Regions from separate parts of the Gossypium arboreum genome. Here region 2 is linked to region 1. A link is a contact called in public Hi-C data. All regions are on one chromosome and are shown on one strand. Each heading gives the region's core, a stretch centred on a gene start, on an enhancer-like site or on the middle of the called end of the contact. The rest is flanking DNA. Distances are from core to core; before and after follow the strand shown. Region 1 holds the start of LOC108467283. Region 2 holds the start of LOC108467097 (probable NAD(P)H dehydrogenase subunit CRR3, chloroplastic).

Region 1 (7,819 bases), core at 3,557-6,056:
AACACCATATTCACTTTGGCCGAATTTCATTCCCATGACATAACAAAGATTTGAACCATGGGCTAACAAGAACATCAAGCTAGCAACTAAAATATACATGAATCTCATGGCAAAACATCAAACTTACCTTAATCTAGGTACAAGTATGGCCAAACCTCCTCCTAAACCTCTTCCAAACCAACATGAAACAAGAATTCCTTCCTTCTTCCTTAGAATTTTCAGCCCAAAGGAAATGAAAATGATGAACAAAATTCTTCTTTCTTTCTCCACACTCACGGCAATGGGCATGCATGAGACCATTTTTTCTTTTTTTTGTTCCTTTCATTATTAAATTCCCATGCTCACTATTTTGTTTTTTTCTTACATACACCATTGTCCCAACATGTTTTATGACATGTTTTACCCATAATCTCTTGTCATGGCGGCCACTAACTATTAGGGGGAAATTTGACATGCAAGTCCTCCCTTTGACTACATGCACTATTAGGTCCTTATAGATTAGCCTATCACTTTTCAAAAGTGTCACACAAGTCCTACTAACTAAATTTACATGCTATCGGCTAAATCGAACCTTGAAATTTTCACACATTCATAATTACATATTCTAGACAATAAATATTACGTTCAAACATTTCGGTGACTCGGTTTAGCGGTCCCGAAACCACTTCCCGACTAGGGTCAATTTTGGGCTGTCACATAGTCCGTCAGAGATTGAGATTAAGTCCGATATGACATATGAGGAAGAACCGATTCGTATTATGGCTCGCGAAGTTAAAGAATTGTGAAATAAGAAAAATTCGTTAGTGAAAGTACTATGGCATAAACACGGAGTTGAAGAAGCAACATGGGAGCCAAAAGATGCAATGAAAGAACGGTATCTGAACCTATTCACCGGTAAGATTTTTGGGGACGAAAATCCCTAAGGGGGGAAGTTGTAACAGTCTGATTTAGACCCTAATCAGAACGGTAGTTTCGGGACCACGAATTCGAGTCAGAAAAATATTTAAAAATTATTTTCTGTGTTTATTATGTGTGAATTTATATCTGTGAAATTTTCATGCTTTAATTTTATCGTTTGAGTGTCGATTTAATAAAAAGGGTTTAATCGCGTAAAATGAAAGTTTGATGGTTAAATAGAAAAGGGCCGAATTGTTGTTGTCTTTATAAATGGAGGTATTTATGTTGCAATTTGCCCTTGATAACATGAAATGGACGGTAGTGGCCTTATTATAACATGGTTTTATATTTTATTTCAAAGGTTAATTAGGTAAATTAATTAATAAGTTATAATATAATAAAACATATAATTAAAAGCCATTGCTCATCTTTTTCTCTTATGACCAAAATAACAAATGGAAAGAAAAGAACAAAAGCTTGGGGTATTCGGCCTTGTCCAAGCTTGATTCAAGGTTAGTTTTTGTTCGGTTTTTTTATAATTTTTATGTTTTTGAGACCGTTGCTATGTTATCTACAAAGCCCATGCTTGAATTTCTGATTTTGGTGAATATTTTGAGTTATGTCATTGATGAATATTTGAGTTTTGTGGTGTTAGTTTGTTAAATATGAAAGATATGTTTTGGATTGATATGTTTTGTATTGGAATTTTTTATGATTTTAAGTAATTAGGACTAAATTGAAAAAATAATAAATTGAGGGACTAAAATATGAAATAAATGAAATGTATGGACTTGTATGAACACTAGGAACATTCGACCTAATCATGGTGTGTGCAAATTTTACATGTTTGTGTCTTATGCAATTTGGACTTAATTGTAAAAAGTGTAAAATGTCAGGGGTAAAATGGTAATTTTTCCATATATGTGTTTTTGGATTAAATTGAATAAAAATATGTTTGAATGAGTTTAATTTGAAAATGTTTAGATCAAGAACCAAATAAATTAGATTTGGATCGGGGGAAAACTAAAGTTGTCGACTAGTTGTCCCGTTTCGTTTTTCATCGTCCGAGGTAAGGTTATAAGAAAATAGATATCGTTAGTTCTAATTATGTATGAGTTTATATTCTGAAATTAAATTATGAGAAATTTTATATGTGAGAGCCGAATGTATATGTACAAAGGAATTAAGCTTACGAGTTCGTTTCGACTAAATTACAACGTCCGAAATCCTCTTATGAACCTTAGGAATAGCTAGGATTCATATGTCATGACATAGGATTTCGATATGTGATGTGCGAGTAAGACCATGGGATCGATATATGTGTGCGAGTAAGACCACACTTTATACGTTGGCATCGATATGTGACTTCGATATATGTGCGCGAGTAAGACCGCATTTTATACGTTGGCATCAATATGTGACTTCTATAAATGTGTGCGAGTAAGACGACGTTTTATACATTAGCATCGATATGTGACTCCGATATATGTGTGCGAGTAAGACCCTGTCTGGGACAGTGGCATCGATATGTGATTACATGTAAGACCACGTTTGGGACGTTGGCATTGTACGATATATGTGATTATCCATGTGTCCTATCCAATTCTGAATGGTTCATCGAGCAACGATAAGTTGTGATCGAATGTGTAAAACGAGCTAAAATGACCAGGTATGAGTTAGCTTATTACCTACTTGAAATAAAGTAAGTAAGTTACTTGATATTTGTTGCAAATGAAGAATGTATGTGAATATGGAAAGCGTATTCGACCTTTTTAATATATAATGTGAATATTTTTTAAATGATTCTTGAATATGTGTATATAAGATTATGTATATTCGCCAATGTGAAATTGTATATGGAAGTATATGTTATATATGAAATTATGATCTTATAAATAAATGTGAATATGATAGCCTAAATTAGTTTGGTTAAGTTGAGTGATGTTAACATTGAGTTATTTATTTGCTTATGACTTATTACGCTATGATAGCTTACTTTATGTATTTGTTTGCATTGTTTTATGTTTGATTATGGTTTAAGTTCATTTTGGTTATAATGCTATGTGCCATGGATGAATGGTATTTGTGATATGTGTTTTGTGCATTGAAGTTGGTTGATGATTTTGGATGTGGTATGAGTGAATTGGCTATGATATTTATATAATAGTATGAATTATGTTTGTTATGCTACCTTTGGTTAAAATGATTTGATTATGTTTTACATGTGTTAGTAATGGTTTAAAATTAGTTGATAAGTATATTTGGATAAATGTTGAAATGAGATAATGAATATATTTGATTGATAGTTCGACATTTGTATATATATTACATTCTAGCATATTATGCATTAGTTTGACATATACATCATTTCAAAGTATATATATTGAGGTGATTGGTCATGTGTTTTGGTAGTAAATTGAATGATGATTATATAGAGACAAAGATATTTCGGTTGTGGATTTATATTGATGTATTGGGAAGATATGATTTGCATTACAAATAGTTAAAATTAATGAGCTTAATACAAAGAATATATGTATTTGATATGTTTGTTATAAAATTCAATAAAGAAGTTATAATAGTTATAATGTATATTCAGTTATGATATTAAATATTATGATGTGTTTTATGGCATATTTTATGAGATGAATTGGTATGATTCTTGAGTATGATATTTTAGCATGGTGTATAACTTGTGAAGTTGGTATATTTTGATTTAGTCTTAATATTTATAAATTTTGTTTATTAAGTCATATAGAAATGGTGTGAATTATTTGTATGTATATTAATGACTGAATAAATTATGGATGTATAGTTAGTATTTTGCAAATAAATCTTAGTATGTTTTGACTGGTAGTATTGATAAAAATAGTCCATTTTAATTTGGTAATATGCGTATGAAATTGAATTGTAAAAGAATATTTTTGGCCATGTTATAATGTTATCTTTATCTTATATAATAATGAATATTACACTATGTTATAAGGTGATATGATATGATATATTAATGTATATTGATTGTGTTTCTGAAAGTCAATGCCGCATATATTTTATATGACTTTGAATTTTATTGAAAATTGTATTGATTAAAATTATGTGCTTAGTGTTTTAAATAAATTTATATTTTAGTTTTGTAATTATAACATATGTGTAAATGTGAATGTTTGAATGGCTCCCTATCAAGGTTCAAAGATAAATTGATATTATAAATTGATATCTCTTTCCAAATTCACTCTCGATATAGGATCAATACAAGAGCCAACTTCTCCCCTTCCTCTCCCTTCCCTTTACTCTAACTAGAAACATTACAACCAAACTGACTACCCCCTTTCATTCTTTCGTCCTCATCACGTAACCAAACATTACTCATGGTAAGAGCTCTCATAGACTGAGCTTTCAGCGGCATATCCCAGCCAAACTCCGCAACCTCAACCCTCAATGACATTTTTGCTTGATAAAACGAGTCATTATGCCCTAACTTTCCACCAAAGAAACAAAACAGAGTCAATCTCTCGTATTTAAAAGAGACATAAGAACAACTACCAGACGCAAACATCACTTTCTTGTTTCTCTTTAAAAGGCATTTAACATATAATTGAACCCTTATATGTAACTTCGCAACCCTTTCCCTAGACTAGATCCGCCATATTCTAAAAACTTTCCAAGAAAATCATCCAATTGTCTAGCCATAACATCATTAAAGAAACCCGGGGCACATCATGAACTTGTACCCAAAAATTCACAAATATTAAAGGTACCCTCTTCAGATCTTCTCCCAATTTCAAACAATGTAACAACAGTAGATAATTATTAAAAGTCCACATAGACTCCTTTAATACCCTCTCCAAATCCATTTTATGGAAAAACTTCTAATAGCCGGGAAATCAATAATGCTTGCCATTAGAACCTATCAAATTATATATACTTTATGAAAGAAATATAATATATTTTAATTGTTACATGCTATCATCCCTATATCGCACGAAAGAAAACTATGTATCGCAGGAAAAGAAAATGAAAATTGATTTCCAAATTAGCAGATAATAGAATGGGGATAAAAATATTTAGCAAAGGATAATATAAATAATAATTAATGTCCGTTATTCTGAATCGTTTGTCTCGTCTCCTCCGTCTGCAGTGCATCCCTAATCTGAGCAAAAGTATTTACGCGTTTTGCGTTGCTTAATTCCTTATTATCCATTCCCTTTTCTCCTTTTCTTTCCTTATTTATATTTCCTTTTCTCACTATTTTTCTCTCCAATTTTCCTTCTTTCATTTCTCTCCAAATTTTCCCAACAATGGAGTCCGTCGATCTTCACGAACCCACCAATGCCAACCACGTTGACCACGGCTGGCAAAAGGTCTCTTATCCCAAACGTCAACGCAAGACCAAGCCCAACGCCGATCCCAACCTCCCCCGTTCTAATGGAACCCTAACTAATGGCTCCGCCAGCGTTTTCCGTTCCCTCGAGCAACAGTCCGAGGATCGCCGTCGTCGGATAGTTGAAGCTCAAAGAGCTTACGCTGCTGCTGCCATTGATGCCGATGCCAAGTCTAAGCCTAAAAGATCGGTCATCGATGATTCCGACGATGACGATGGCAGTGATCTGGATGGCGTTAAACCTAACGGGAAGCCAGCAGATGAGGAGAAGAAGGCGAAGCAAAAGAAGCCGAAGAAGCCTAAAGTTACGGTTGTAGAAGCCGCTGCGAAGATCGATCCCACTGATCTCTCTGCTTATCTCGCTGTAAGTGTACCAGGATGATAAATTTGATTGTCTTTTGCTTGGATAACTGGATTCATTATATAAATATTTTTAATTTGTTTGGGGAATTAGGAATTGAATGGCGAACAGCAAGAAATTCAAATGCAGAAGTTTGCGGATTACTATGGTAAGGCATTTCAGCTAGTGGTTGCGGGGCAGTTTCCTTGGTTGAAGCTTTTCAGGGAGAGTACCGTTGCCAAGCTTGCTGATGTGAGTTTTTTTTGTGTGTGTGTGTGTGTGTGTGTGTGTGTGCGCTCTGGGTTTTTTTATTATTATTTTATTTGATCACAATTGGAATTTGTTGATTATGTTAGCTAGATTGGAGGAATGAAGGAGGTTTTAACGCATTAATTTCTTGCATGATTGAGTGTTCAAATTGAGAACTTTTTACCAAAGCTCGATTTGTGGTTTGAGCAGATTAACGTGCTATCATCCATGGTTTTGCCAATAATGTGATTGGAATTTTTAGTTTTATTTGAGTAATCGTAAATAATTGCACTGATTTATGATCTTCCATTGCGCCATCTCAACTTTTGATATTATGTTAGTTTTAACATTTAAAATTATCCTACAATTCTTTTTATTTGAAGAAACATATCTTTTTGAATTGACCTCAAACTTTTTTCTCATGTTGTTTAAACTTTAATTGTTATTCTAAGGTTCTTTCCATCTGTCATTTTCAGACCTTTCTATGTGATGTCTTCACTGTCGTTATTGTGCTTACTCGTTTTTTTCAGATGTCAATTTGATTCCTTTTGGTCTCTATTGATCTTTGCTTAACTTTGTATTATATATTTTATTTTTCTGACCAAAGTGAATTTGTCCTTCAACAGATACCACTTTCACATATTTTTGATGCTGTTTATAAGACCTCAGCTGACTGGATAAGCCAACGATCCCTTGAGGCACTTGGTTTCTTTGTATTATGGTCTTTAGACATCATTCTTGAGGACTTGGCGGCCCAACAAGCAAGTGCTAAGGGCTCCAAAAAAGGTGCGCAACAGACATCATTGAAGTCTAAGGTAAATTTACTTGGCAATTTGGTTATTTTATTTGGTTTTTCTTCTATTCTTTTGGTTTCTGATGCTTTTGAGGTATCAGATGGGGTTTGATGTAGAAACATGCTATGCAGGTTGGTATATTTGTGGCATTAGCTATGGTATTGCAGCGTAAACCTGATGCTTTAATTAGTGTATTGCCAAAGTTGAGAGAAAATTCCAAATATCAAGGACAAGATAAGCTCCCCATTTTTGTATGGACGATAGTTCAGGTAAGTAGATGGGAAAAGAACTTTATTCTAACTGGTATATGAATCTGGAAGGCAGTTTACAATCTCTTAATCTTTACTTTTTGAGAAGCTTCTTATCTCATTTCATACATTAATGTTGTATTTGTTTAGGCATCCAAAGGAGATCTTGCTGTGGGACTGTACTCGTGGGCACATCTCCTCTTGCCTGTACTTAGTAGCAAAAACTGTAATCCACAATCCAGAGATCTAATTTTACAACTGGTGGAATGGTATTAGGACTTTTACAGTTTGTGCCTTTTTCGTCTTGGTCCATTTTTAACCTTTTAATTGAGTTACAAATTCATTAAGGTTTATTGAATTATTTTCCTTCTGGTGTAGGATCTTATCTGTCTCAAAAGCTCGGTCAATTTTAGTAAATAATGCTGTTAGAAAAGGGGAACGTTTGGTGCCTCCATCTTCATTTGAGATACTGATGCGAGCTACCTTCCCTGCATCTTCATCTAGGGTGAAGGTAGGTTAAAAGTTTGACTGCTTGAATTTGCCGTGTCATTGCTTATATGTTAAAATCATTATACTTTCTCGTGTTTTTGTAAGTATTATCCTATTGGTGCAGGCGACTGAAAGGTTTGAGGCCATATATCCCACAGTAAAGGAAGTTGCACTTGCTGGTTCTCACGGGAGCAAAGCAATGAGACAAGCGGCTCTTCAGATGTTCGCCTTTGCTATCAAAGCAGCAGGAGAAAGTATGCTTTTGCACCTGACAACTTTTTGTTCTTTGCATCCCTTTCCTCCAGCCCTACCTGCCCCATTTCTTTATCCACTTTGTTCGTATTGAAGTTTCAATGCTTGAGTGTATCTTTCTTTGAGCAGGCTCTCCTGAGTTATCCAAAGAGGCAGCTGGAATAGTCAT
Region 2 (7,819 bases), core at 2,948-5,447, 370 kb after region 1:
ATACCTTTACCCGGAAACTTGTATTTTGTTTGCTGTCATGCAGTTACATTCTTGTTTTGTTTATAATCTTCTTTCTTCGCATGCACTGCTTCCTTTCCAAAGTTAACCTTTAAATTCAATTTTTAACTAGTCTCCAAAAAGTTCATAAATTCAATTGTATTAGTAGATGATGGTTGTGTATCTCACAGAAGCAAACTGTATCCATTGTTGTTGACTCATTTTTAGAACGCATTACTGCATCATTGGATTGTAGTGAATTGAAAATGCAACATAGTGAAACTTAGACTAAATTTCAGTGGCACCTGATGAAACATTCTTACTCTTAATGCAGGCAAAGCTATTAAAAACTGACATGGAAGGATCTAAAGTGTTTCGGAAGGAAGCTAGAAATGCTTTATTGGAACTCATTAAGGATCAGTATTATAGAATTCTTGTCATAGAGGAAGGTCTGGTTCCTGTTCCCATGGTTGGTGCAGCTGCTTACAAGTCTTTCAAGCCAGGATTATATTCATGGCCTACTATGCCAGATGGTACAGAGATTGAGCAGACTTCCAAAGGACCTTCAAAGTTTGGTGCCTCTGAATTACTTCTTGGGTTGAATGTTGGTGAGAATGCTGAGTTAGAGGAAGCTAAGAAGAATGCAATAGTTGGGCGCACACAGCAACAGTTTCTTGCTCGCATAGGGGCTATAGAGTTGGATGGAAAAAGAGAATCTCAGTCTGATATCCCCACTGATAACCGACTTACTCTTCTCCCATGGATAGATGGTGTGGCTCGATTAGTTTTGATACTTGAGCTTAATGATGAGGTTGCCATATCGAGAGCTGCTGAGTCAATTGCCGACTCATCTATCAATGAACATATGCGGACTTCATTCAAGGAAGCTGGTGCTATCAAGCATTTGGTTCGGCTTTTAGACCATAACAGTTTTGCTGTCAGATCAGCTGTGATCCACGCTTTGGAGAGGTTGTCTGTCAGGTATATTTTCTCTTTGTGTAGTCTTGGTAGATAATGCCTTCAGTTCTAAATGGGCAAAATTTTACCAAGTGCAGACATTTCTTGAAGTACACATTGACCCAGATTTTGGCCTTTCCTTTAGTTCACAATATTATTTTATGAATTATTGAGTCATTGTTTTGTCTTTCTTTGTTCATATTTAAAAGACAGTGAGTTTTTAGTGAGCCTTCTTGTGCTTTCTTATATGCTTCTTGAACCCTCTGGAGAAATATAACTCCCAGGGTTAGTGTTTGGGTATTGGAGGAAGCTCACATTTTGTCTCTCTACTTTATTAACAGCGAGTTGTCTAGATGCATCCATCGTCTCTTGATGGTCTCACCAGAATAGGGCCTAGTCTTATTCTTGTAACATTTTGTTGTAAAGTTGTGGCTCTTAATATCTGTTACAAAGTTATTTTTTTTTTTTTTTTTTTTGTGATTTCTCAATTTGCTTCATTGGCATTGATGCTGGTAGCATTTAATGTGTCGAATTGGTGTTATGGAATTTTCTTTATTGAACATTTGAGTCATGCCAGTAATTTTGACAATATCTTCTCATATTCATATTCATATTCACATCCACATCTCTATCCATGTATCATTTCCTTTTACTTTAGTGGTAGTTTCTGGAACTAAGTAACACAACATGTGCTTCATATTTTAGGTTTTAGATACAATAAAATGTTTCTGAAGTTTCTTGCTGGCTGCAGCCCTTCTCTTTATCATGTACTTGAAGCTGAAGGTATTTTACACCCTTTAGTTTGTACACTGAAACGCTCAGAAACCTCTGGAAGCTTGATGGAAAAGGTGAAGGCAATCTTTGTTTTCTCAAGTGGTAATTTGTAATAATTCTAGTTTGATATTTCTGACATGGATTGTTGCTGGATTTGCAGACCTTGGATATACTTGCTAGGATTTTAGACCCTAGTAAAGAAATGAAGTCAAAGGTTAGTCAGCCAATCGATTTTTACAGCATAATGTAAATGATAAAAGACATTTCCATCTGTTCCAATTTTTAAACTTAGACCCCTTAAGTTTTGCTTCTTTAGTTGCATGGCATTTGGGGTTGTCTTTTTCGGAAAGATCTTTTTGGCCATTTTCATTTTTATTAATATCTTGTTTTCTTATTAAAATGGTTATAACAGCATAAAACAAAGCAAGCAACCTCAATGATTCAAAGTTTTCGAAACACAGTCACCCATACGCTCACAAAGAATAATTTGGGCCCTATATTTTTCTGTTGACTTACCTAGTATACTGTTGTATCTAGTTCTACAATGGACCAGTTAATGGTTCAAAGATGGGTATAGATGCTGCAAGGAGCCTTAATGCTTCTGCCGGATTGACTGGAGATAAGCCTGTGTCAATAATGGATTCCAGGTTTTTCCCTCTTCTTTCTGGCATCTTTGTTTATTTGAAAAATGATGCTTCATCATTATGGTGTTCACCATTGGATCTTGTTCTGTTTCCAAAATGATTGCTTACTCTGGAGGAGATACATGGAGATAATCAATTGGGAAACATATTAATTGTTTTCCTCTTTCTGTTGTCTTCTATGTAGATCCACTTATCTTGGTAATGCAGGGTTTCAAAGTTTTATTACTTCTTCTCATCTTGGCTCTAAATTATTTTCTTCCACAATTTATCTATTTTCTCCCCAAGTTGATTCAATGAAACTGAAACTGACAGTAGCTCTTAAGGGGGACGGTGGAGTTTATATATGTTCCCTTAGTTACTTTAGGCTCCATTGTCAAAGCATGTACTACAAAAGGTTTTTTTATTTGCCTAGTGATTTAATGTTTTGGGATATTCATGTTGAATCCTTGGGTTCTTGACTGTAACACTAACCCGATGTATATTTTGGACATGTATTGTAGGAAAGAATTGCTAGACTCTACTGTCATTACTCGCCTTATTGAGATTCTGAAGACATCACCATCAAACCTGCAAAGAAAAGCAGCTTCTATCTTGGAATTCATAACAATAATTGAACCAAGCATGGAAACAATAATCAAAGTAGATGTATCGTCTGGTTTGGAAGCTGTTTTTCATCAAAAAGCTGTAAAAGGTAAGGGCAAATAATTCTTAGTTGAAAACACTTGAGCTGTACTACTGTAGACTTGTGAGAACATATACCTTTTCTATTTTGCAGACAAGGAAGCTGATGTAGAAGGTCAGGAACTAGACGAATATGCTCTTGAAATTGAGGAAGCTGGCCTTGCAGTCTCTGCAGCTTCAAGGCTACTAACAAAACTTCTTGACTCGGAACAGTTTTGCCAAAAAATAGACTCTACCCATTTCATCAAACTACTCCGCAAAATCCTTAAGTCTGATATCCCTCTTCGAAACAAAGATTGGGTTGCCGCTTGCCTTGTTAAACTGTGCTCCATATCCAATCCTAATGTAGATTTTGAGAATCCAATCAACATGGAGGTAACTCTTTATGAGACAATCCCAAGACTTATAGAGCAGATAAAATTGTCTCTTTCTCCAGAAACACAGGAATCCGCAGCTGTTGAACTTAACAGAATAATTTCTGAAGGGGTTGTGGATTCCACCCGAGCTGTTGCATCTGAGGTTGGTATATTTCCACTTGTGAATCTTATTGAACAAGGGAGTGACAGAGCAGTCGAAGCAGCCTTATCAATACTGTATAATCTGAGTATGGACAGTGACAATCATTCTGCAATCATAGCTGCTGGGGCAGTGCCAGCGTTGAGGAAGATTGTTTTATCGCAAAGATCACACTGGACACGAGCACTTCGTCTGCTAAGGAATCTGCCTGTGTGATGCCAACATGAATACTAGGTTTTTAGGGCCTTTGTACAGATCCTACAATCATTTTTGTTCTATTCAGCAGGAGCCATTTCTCTCGAGTTATAACAATCGCATTGGTATAATTTCATTGGAAAGCCCATGTTTTTGTGACAAGTTTTATGCAGTCAGCTCCTTGCCTTTTATCATAATAATGAAACTCATGTCAGATATTGTGGAAACCTTGAAGAATTCAACTGATTGCTGCAGTGTACGAATATCAATGAACAACTTTATAGTGTGATTAAGATCAAAAGTACAAAAATTGTTGATGACAGACAATGTGCTTTTTAGCTGATGATGGGTTGTACCTCCTGCTTCTAATGTTGTACGTTAAAGATCTTGTCAAGATATTTCTGACCAGCCAATGGCTCTATAGATAGTTTTATAAGTTATCCTTCGGCAGTTACCGGAGCAGAACACCATAAATAATAAATAATAAAAAATAAAAATCCAAATACGAAACAGAGAACTAAAAAAAGTGACAAGAAAAAAGAAAAAGCATGGCTTGCTTATCCTGCAGTTGTATATCCATTGCCATGGCCAAAGCTGTTATCCATCCCCCCATTGCCTCTCTTACTGACAAACCCTCCCCACAAGAAACCCAAACAAATTCAAAACCCAAAACAGCAACTCGACCAAGAAAAAGGAGACAACGTTTGCGACAACAAAAGCCACACCCTCCTCCCTCTGTCGTCCAGATTGAACGTGCCATTGGTGCTGGTTCCTTCCGTGACGCTGATTCCAGGCATATCTTTCTTCAGCCCCCCTTTGTTTTTTATGGGTAATTGAGAATAAGCTTGATGTTTGTTTTGTTTAAACATGGGCAGTGATTTGGAGGAGCAAAGGAGGAAGACGATATTCGATGGGCTTTTGCCTGTCACTGGTGGTAAATTTGAAGGAGACATTGAAAAGAAGCTCCGCGAGACTGGGGAGTGGATTGGTACCACTACTGAAGCAACCTTCCGTTCCTCCGGTACTTCATTTTTCTCTCTATTTTCTTTCAATCGAGTTCAGATAAGTTTTAGTACTGAAAGGTGAAAGCTACTTGTAAGACGGAAAGTTTAAGATGTATATGAAGCATATTTAGGTATAAGAGGTAGGCAATATGATTTTTTTTTTATACTGCTTTTGATAATAGCTTGCAGAATAGCGCAAAACAAGCAACCAATTGAATGATCTAGAAACTTCAACTCTTTTACCAAGTTAGAATGCAGATAATTTTCTGCCATTGTCAGTAGCTCAGGTCTCCACCCCTCACTGTGCTGACTTATGATATCGAATTAAGATCAATTGTTACATGCCAAGACTTAAGCTAAGCAAATATGCAGCCTTAACCTTGAATTTTACACCTTTAGTCAGCCTTCAAACACTCTATTAGCAGTTGCATTTAGAAGCAACCCACACTTAGCATATGTTGGAAAAGAGATGGGCAGTGCTGGACTTTCAACTTCTACGAATGAGGGTGAGGGTGACCTAGACTACTGTTGAGGTTGCATCCCATAAATCGTAATGTCATCCGGTTAGTGGTAAATTTCATTTGTTTTGATAGATGACTCGTATGATTGATTTTATTAATGGGAAAATTGGTTGTGCAGGAAAAACAATCCTGTTGGTTGTGCTACAATGGATCCTACCAATTTGGACCTTTTCTCTACTAGTTGCTTCTGGGGTCATAAAGCTACCATTCAGCACCCCCCTAATCGATGACCTCATCATGTGAAACCACTTTGCTTCATTCTTCTGGATATCATGTTTTGTGTATAAGATTGTTCACATCTTGTTTAAACCAATCAACCGCAGCTTCAATCATAATATCACCATGCCAAAAAATAGCAATGGATCTTAAAACCAAATTTACCTAAAGACTTTCATGTGTCTTCTAGTCTATACCGAAAATCTAATACCTTTCCTCATAAACCCTAAAAATGAAATATTAACAACTGCAATATAAATTCATCTTCCTCTACTTTTTAGGTTCGTAACTTGCAAAGTTTACTCCTAAAAACTATTAGGGCCCCTTTGGATACAAAGGTAACTGTTTCATAGCTTTTCATGCAAATCTTTTTTCAACTGGAGTTTAATGTGCTGCTTGGATCTCATTAGTGAGGTGAGATTGATGAAATATGGGTTTTTTTCTTAAATAATGTAAAAAAATTAAATACGAAAATGATACAACATGCATACTAATTATAAAAATGGGTCGATTTTTACAGTAAAATAAAGTGCCAACAAGCTGTCAAGTGGCACTATAAATTTTCCCATAACCATTAGCTAATTGTGCCGTTGAAAAAAAAATATTTTAAGTAGTACTACCTAACACATTGGCGGCATCAATATAAAGTGGCATCAATATAAAGTTTTAAATAATACATGTATTTTCGGGGATATACAGAATCAAAAATACAAAGTGAATTTTTTTTGTGATGTCGACTAACAAATTGATAACACCAGTGTTTTTTCTTTTTTTTTTTAAAGGTGGTAGAAAAAGAAAAAAAAAGGGTAAAAAATGCTGGTGTTATGGTACCACCTGCTAGGTTGACAACATTGGTTTGAAATTTTAAAATGTTTAGCCATTGTTAAAGAAAAAGGTTAAATGTTTTTTTTATGGGTGTTGCCTGATAGTGTGACAACACCAAACCTCCATATAAACCCCTTTCTTGACTAAAAAACAAAATTTTAGTTGTTTATGAGTTCCGAACAAAATGAGAGAGAAAAAAAAGTTGTTAGAAATTAAGATTGAAGATCAACAATATTTGTTTTCCATTTTAGAATTCAAGTTCTTTTTTTTTAACTTCAAAAAACAAGTTTGAATTGATAATGTTAGCTTGTAATTATTTTTATGTATTTTCATTTTATTTTATTATTATGTATGATTATGTGACTATATATTGATAATTAATAGTATGAGATGCAAGTTATATTGTTTGATAAAATTTTCTTTGTTGTTTTAAAATGGTATGAATTGTTTTAATAGGAACTAATATATATAATTTTTATTTTTAATTTGTTTTATAGATATACTATCGAAGATAAATAACCAATTCTTCATATATATCCACTTCGATGTGATAATTTTCCAAACATAAGTTGGTTGTATACTTGAATCGCGTCATCAAGTAGGAATGAGATTTAACAAGAGTGTAAAACTTGATGAAATCAAACAAAAGATTAGCGTGGAAATTGCTTGACGTTGTGAGAGGAAGATGCTCAGACTATTTTACAAATTTCTAGTTCCATCAAATCCGTGCAAATATAGGGAGATGAAACTTATAAAAGATGATGACATGACGACTATGATCGTCCTGTATTGCTTGCCTGGTAACATTGACCCAGTTGAGTTGTTCTTTGAGTTAGCAGATGTTGAGTCCCATACAAAATGTCATTCTATTAAATTAACAATATAGAGTTCATAACTCGTATACAAAGGCTTTGAGAATATTGGTCGATAGGCGATCTTCTATACACGGGTTTAATAACATCCCTAACCCGTATCCGTCGTCGAAACAGGGTTACGGAGCATTATCGGAGTTTACAATTCAATTACAATTAATTTATGTCATTTACTATTCATTTTCGAAAATCAATCATAATCAATCATAATGTCCCTTATATGGGTTCTTGAGGCCAAAATACATATTAGAATTGAGTCGGGGTTAAACTGAGATCACATAAATATTTTTTAAGGTGTAGAGGACACATGCCCGTGTGGCCAGGCCGTGTGGTTTACACAGCCAATGACATGCCCGTGTCTCAGGCCGTGTGGGCATTCGATGTGAGGCACACGGTCGTGGCCCAACCAGTGTCCTTACTCGTGTAACTCTCTAACTTGAGTCATAAGGCCAGCCACACGCTCTTGTGCTGGGCCGTGTGGTCAATCTAATTTTTGAAAATTAGGTGCACGTTTCACACGACCAAGACACACGCCTGTGTTCTAGGCTGTGTGTCACACACGGCTGAGACATACGCCCGTGTCTCTGCCGGTGTGACAAATTCTGAGCATTCTGTTT

Evidence for each region. A called contact is a pair of places that touch in the nucleus more often than the background predicts.
Region 2: a Hi-C map of leaf shows a contact between it and region 1, with 5 times the contacts expected there. The contact joins the promoter of LOC108467097 here to the promoter of LOC108467283 in region 1. A contact is called at or near these places in 2 of 5 Hi-C or Micro-C datasets (both in leaf).

Annotation. Positions count from the first base shown.
Region 1 is chr2:76,763,602-76,771,420 of ASM2569848v2, forward strand. It overlaps LOC108467283, which reads left to right and starts at 4,807. Exons shown (of 10, transcript XM_017767882.2): 1 at 4,807-5,642; 2 at 5,733-5,870; 3 at 6,494-6,682; 4 at 6,793-6,930; 5 at 7,060-7,178; 6 at 7,288-7,420; 7 at 7,523-7,652; 8 at 7,780-7,819. The coding sequence starts at 5,196.
Region 2 is chr2:77,137,882-77,145,700 of ASM2569848v2, forward strand. It overlaps LOC108467097 (probable NAD(P)H dehydrogenase subunit CRR3, chloroplastic), which reads left to right and starts at 4,198. Exons shown (of 3, transcript XM_017767602.2): 1 at 4,198-4,557; 2 at 4,640-4,785; 3 at 5,408-5,624. The coding sequence starts at 4,313. The coding sequence ends at 5,532. LOC108467096 reads left to right here. Exons shown (of 9, transcript XM_017767601.2): 4 at 332-978; 5 at 1,706-1,802; 6 at 1,889-1,942; 7 at 2,266-2,375; 8 at 2,873-3,063; 9 at 3,148-3,991. The coding sequence ends at 3,785.